Linked DNA regions of Capsicum annuum: region 2 is linked to region 1. A link is a contact called in public Hi-C data. All regions are on one chromosome and are shown on one strand. The core of a region is the stretch at or near the end of the contact, and the rest is flanking DNA. Distances in the headings are between cores, read along the strand shown.

Evidence for each region. A called contact is a pair of places that touch in the nucleus more often than the background predicts.
Region 2: a Hi-C map of leaf shows a contact between it and region 1, with 3 times the contacts expected there. The contact joins two enhancer-like sites. A contact is called at or near these places in 3 of 5 Hi-C or Micro-C datasets (bud and leaf).

What each region holds. Positions count from the first base shown.
Region 1 is chr1:42,587,622-42,590,626 of UCD10Xv1.1, forward strand. LOC107873418 (probable pectin methyltransferase QUA3) reads left to right here. Exons shown (of 8, transcript XM_016720267.2): 8 at 1-356. The coding sequence ends at 98. Among protein-coding and RNA genes, the nearest start is that of LOC107873407, 9.0 kb to the right of the region's middle. Within about 2 kb of position 1,505, at least 4 of the 5 cell types and tissues checked have an H3K27ac peak or open chromatin away from gene starts, as enhancers often do. A contact at or near this core is called in leaf, where this site is marked.
Region 2 is chr1:42,629,034-42,632,038 of UCD10Xv1.1, forward strand. No RefSeq gene overlaps it. Among protein-coding and RNA genes, the nearest start is that of LOC107854341, 12 kb to the right of the region's middle. Within about 2 kb of position 1,473, at least 4 of the 5 cell types and tissues checked have an H3K27ac peak or open chromatin away from gene starts, as enhancers often do. A contact at or near this core is called in leaf, where this site is marked.

The sequences.
Region 1 (3,005 bases), core at 255-2,754:
CGGCAAGTATCCATGAGAAAGAACCTGAATCACATGGAAGGGAGAAAATCTTGGTAGCCACAAAGAATTTTTGGAAGCTTCCTTCTGCATCCCACTGATTGATCCTTTTGTTTTTGTACTGTAGGTATAGCCCTTTTTGTCCTTATTGTCTCATTATTAAGGCCCAGTAACTTATTTCAGATGATGCAACTACTCTACTGCTTTCTTGTCTCTTTATTTAGCTTATGTAGAATTTAAATGGAAGCGTAAAAAGATGGGGAAAAACTGTATATTCTTTTTATAGAATCACTGTCTGTTACAAACTCTCTCAACTTTTTTGGTATTAGAACATGAGCAGCTAGGTGCAGCTTTTTGTATACCAGACTCGATTCGGCAAGACCTGCATGTTATGAAGTGCCAGTAACTAGTTGCTGCATCACATTCACAAAATATTTGGAGGGTAATGGCATTGGCTTCTCATTTCTTGCTTGACTATGTTCAATCCTTTCATTTCCCTGTTTCTTTTCTTTCTTTTTACATCATGTGCCGAGACCTCTATGTGCGCAGTAACTTTGTGTTACTTGCATATGTATTGCATCTCCAGTAACCTAATGTTTTTGAATAGGGCTTTAGAAGAGTTCTCTGCATTGTTTGTGGCTATTCCTCATTATGTTGGCCTCGGACATCATGAAGTCCATACACGATGCAGGGAGCTGAAGAAATCCAATAAATCATATATTTAGCAATGTACACCAAATGCCAAAAAATGCAGGCACTTGAACCTAAGTTTCTGACTTTACCTAAAACCTCTCTTGTTCACATCTTTTATTTTTCGTGTGGATAATAGCGGTGTCTGGTAAGCTTGTGCACACCTTGATTATTCCTTTGGTATCAATTACCTTCCACCAGCACAATTACCAAGTAATTTATTGATGTTTTTTTTTTTGTCTCTACAAAAGGGGAGCCTTGGAGTAACTGGTAAAGTTGCTGCCATGTGACCAGAAGGTCACGGGTTCAAGCCTTGGAAACAGCCTCTGGCAGAAATGCAAGGTAAGGAAGGCTGCGTACGATACACCCTTATGGTGGGGCCCTTCCCCGGACATCGTGCATAGCGGTAGTTTTAATGCACCGGGCTGCCCCCTTTCTTTTTTTTGTCTCTACAGAAATGTGAACCCTTGTGTTTTTATGGGTTTTACCAATTTCCCTGACTGCTTAGGCCACACACTTGGACTCTTATATCTTTCGATGGTGTTATCACTTTGGAGCAATAGCCGGAACTATGCCTGGTATTATAAAGCTAAACCTAGGATTCTACAGTCAATTTGGAATAGACTCATCTCCAGGCTTTGCATCTTCGTGAGAAAGACCCATGCCTCCGCTTATAGCTTTCATACCCAACCCGGTGAGCACCCTTAATGTCTCTAGTAGATAGACTCAAGAAGGAACCTTCACACAGAACATCTGCTGTACATGGTGAGGTCCATTTTCTGCAAGTTCAATTGAATTAGGCATGTTCCGTGGGCTTCCATCAAACAAAATCAGCCACCTTACAGGAGGGGCCGCTTTGCTCTTCCTGTTGTTCTTCACATGAATGAATAGCCTTAATTAGGCTCTTCCCTGATCAAATTTTATTGTCAGTGATCACTCATCACTATATATATGCAGGTATTATTGTCGGCAAAATTAGGAGCCAATATGTCATGTTTGCTGCTTTTACTGTAACTGGCTGAAGTAAAGCTGATTCAAATAGCAAGATACCAGAATTTGACACACAAAATGATGTTGTATAAGCTAATCTCCATGCATTTGACTAATCAGCCGTACCTGCTGCCTTCCACTAACATAGATACCAAGTACTAATTTAGTTCACCAAAGTTTAGGAAAAAAAGATCGTTCTTTACACTCAAGTATCAACAACCTCATACTAGACAGATACTAACTCCATCCGTGGGCCTTTCTTGCGTTAAAAGAAAAATCTTGGCAGTTTTTGAAAAACGTTTTTCTTGAGTTGAAGGTCTATTAAAAACAGCTTCTCTATCCACAAAGGTAGAGGCAAGGTTTGCATACACCTGTAGACCCACTCTTTCCATAGACCCCACACTTTCCAGACTCAACCGGGACTATACTGGTTGATATAGTTTTTTTTTTTCAGTTACATGTGATTCAGCAAAGTTGTTCTGGCTGTCACAGAGAAAAAAGTGTTTGAAATAGAGCCTTTCATGAGTGGTCCCTTAAAAGTTTAAAATCAATCACGGGATACACTCTTGCAATTTGTTTGCTCCTAAAGCTCCTGCAGTGTCCATTGGCTCCTCATTTCATTTGGTTTCATTTATAATGGGATTTTTTTGGCTCTCCTATCTTTTTTTTACCTTTCATGTTAGGGAATATTTGCTTTATCGTGACGTCCAGAGCACATGTAAAAATGTATACTTAATTAAGTAGAATCTAACTTTTAAACAATTTTACTCATAAAATAATACTAATAAGGATGCTCAAACCTAGCAGACAACAATCTAGATAATTTCTTTTTATTTGCTTTAAGTTTTGGTTGGTAAGGTCACTCTATACCTGTGTTGATAGATAGAAGATTGTGTTAGGGTTGTTTTTAGCCTGATTTTTTTTTAACCAAATTTAAGCTTTAGTTTTCTTAATTAGAAGGAAAATAAAAGTAGTACCATAATTATTTTTACTTTTCCTAAATGAAAATATAAAACTCTTCCATATTTAGCAAATCTCTTTTTCGGAGGAAAGACTTTGGAACTTTATAAATAGAAGATCGTCTTTTCATACAACAATACAGTAGCATCTATAATGTAGTCATTTACGAGTCTTGTTAAGGGGGAGATTTTATGTTTTATTTAATATTAGTTTTTATATGTAGGACAATTGGCCAAATTATATAATAATATTAAGTTTTTAGTATTGTTTTATGTGTCTTCTGAATTATCACTATAATGGTTTGCAACTTTAAACTTCCGTATGACGCTCTTTCGATTTTGAACCCAACAGATTACAGGTACCTAATT
Region 2 (3,005 bases), core at 223-2,722, 41 kb after region 1:
ATTATTTCCAATCCATTTTCACACATCGGATGACCTATAAATAATTAGCAATAATATAGTTCTATTTATTAAAAAAATGTCAAATCAAACGTAAACAAATAAATACTCCCTCCGTTCCAAATTATCGGTCCCAAATTTGTTAATTTGATGCCCCATTTTACTTGTCTTTTTTCATTAATCAAGACAAGACAAATTTTTTTTTTCATGTTTTACCCTTTGCATTAATTACTTTTTCTTCAAATTAAATTATAAATATCATTTAATAGGAGTATTATGATAAATTAGACATGTTATTAATTATTTTTCTTAATTAATATATCATCTTAGGATGGGTAATTTGAAATGGAAGGAGTCTAAACGATAGATTAGAGAGTACAAAGAAGGCTAAGATAAGTTGTATGACTGCGTCTCTCATTCTTTAATTATCTGAATAAGACCTGCATGGATCATGTATTTATTTATATATGCACGACTAATTGTCAATGTAGTATTTATTATCAAAAGGCATCTAAGAATGATCCGGACACCACTGACTTCCCTCATTAATTTTTCTTCTTTTCCTATTTGTCAAACATAGAAATGTAAATTTTTTTTTATATTAGTAAATCTGTACTACCATCTTAGAATCAGTACAGTTTGACAAAATCTTGACCTTCGAGCATATATTTAAAAAAATATTTGATTATTCTCGACACTCTTTCAACGTAATATCTTTTCTGAACCATTAACTTGTTTCTATTACAAGTGAATACATCAAATCCTTCTCTGTGTAAGTTCTTAGTCAAATTACAACTGTTTCGTCGACGTGTACCAAAATTGTGGTGTACTAACGAACACGTCTAGTTTCTCAAATATTTTCATATTCTTTTACTAAAACCCAAAACACCTTCCTCTAAAAAAAAAAATATTGTTTAAATATAAACGAAAATTTAAGCTTATACCTATTCCGCGTCGAATTTAGTGGGTGTTCCAAATTATAACGTAGGTTTGCCCCTATTTGGGCCTCAATGGCGTAGCCACATATAATTTAGGATCATTTGTCAAACACGCTACGTTGAAAAATTATATACGAGGTATATAGGTCATAAATTATTTCTCACATATTCTTAATGAAATTTCTAATTGCGCCACCGTTGGACCTACAACTCACACCCAATAATTAGCTCAAAGAGATGAAGAAAGAATCTCACAATCCTAATGAGATAAATCCCCGACTCCTTCTAAGGCTTGAACAATTCCACTGCTTTGAACTAATTTGTGCGGTGTGAGTTAGGACCTCATCACTATTTTGTAATAAGGCCTTTTTGAATCCAAATTGTAAATGTACACATGATATTATTTTCTCAATTATTGGATTCAAATTCGTATAATAGAGTCCAAGTTGGGCTTTTTCCATAGAATTGTCCCGTCCCTCATGGGACACCCTGGCTAAGGTCACAAAACATAATTTTCCATATATCTCTCTGCTACTATACTATACTATACTATATAGTATAGGTACCAATAATGTGTCACATATGCCAAAGATGAACCTGTCCATTGTCTCATTTTGCTACAAACATTACCAAAAGGCATGAATTTTGCAGTTGAGGTGAAAAGGCTCAATTATTGTCAATGATTTTTCTCTTTTAGCATGTGAAAAAGTCAAAGGGGCAATGTACAATTGGTCCTACACTTGATTTTCTTGTATTATGAATGTTTACTCAAAATTTAACGCAACTCTAATTGTTGAGAGGGACCCTACATTACAATCATATTTTTCTCATAAAAGATAATAATTCTAATTTTGCAAACTTTGTTTGCTTCCACACGTTAGTATTATATGAATAGGAAACAAACAAAATTTTTATTGCTTAGTTAATTAGTCGTTGTCCTTTCTTAAGAGGACTACAAACACTTCATGTGCGAAGCTAATTTGACCTCTTAGACTCTGCAAAAGAAATTATTTGAAGTGATTTGATCAAGTCATCAATCCATTTAATGGCTATCCATAAAGCTTAGTAATATACATTAATGTTTGGACCACAAAGAAATTACATCAAAGTTTTTGGGACTCTTTACACAGATAGTCGGTCAGATTCACTATTTGTGTGTTCTATCTGAATATATACATTATACACTAAACATACATAATATACATATATATTATACATGAATTATACATCTGTCGGCTATTTTGAGCTTATACAGTTGAGTGGGCAGCTATTCGAGTAAATTCTTCAAGCATTATAAATTGCTCGGCCCATTATTTATGGGCTCATTCAGTTTAACAATTGAAGCTTGATGCCCATTTCAGTTATTCATGATTGAGTACCTGATTATAATCTCTCAGGTCAAGTACTATGACATATATTTAAAATTTTAAAAAAATTAATGGGGGGGAATTGATAATTTCCAATTTTTTTTGGGCTTAAGCTTGTATTTGCTTTGGGTTTACAGAACTTCTAATTATTCAATTTAATGATACTCAAACTTCTATTTAGGCACCATGTTTGGGTCAATATGGGAAAGTAGTAGTACGATCTCCGGCCCAAGAAGCCCAACCTTAGATAGGAATCAAGTCTTTGCATGGATTTCCTCCATTTTACGGGCAAACAACATAAATCCCGGTAGTTTGGAGTTTATTTACACAAAATCCAAACATTTATATAATTAATGAAAATCTTAGTTTCGAATCTGGTGACATACATAAGTACATCTGAGATACATTTTTTCCTTTATAAAGATACATTAGATTCTGATATATTTTTTTTCAATTTTGAGTCTGTCATACATAATCCATCTAATAAAGATACATTTTTTCTTTACAAAGATACATAATTAGCTTTCACTATATTTTTTATTATTTTGGGTCTATCGAGATACATAATTAGCTCCCGATACATCCAATTATGATACATAATTAGTTGAGATTTTTGTAATCACTTTGTAAGGATAGAACTTGTGTAAATATGACAAGTTAAGGTATATATTTATGTCATTTTTTTTCCATTCAGTATGGTCCT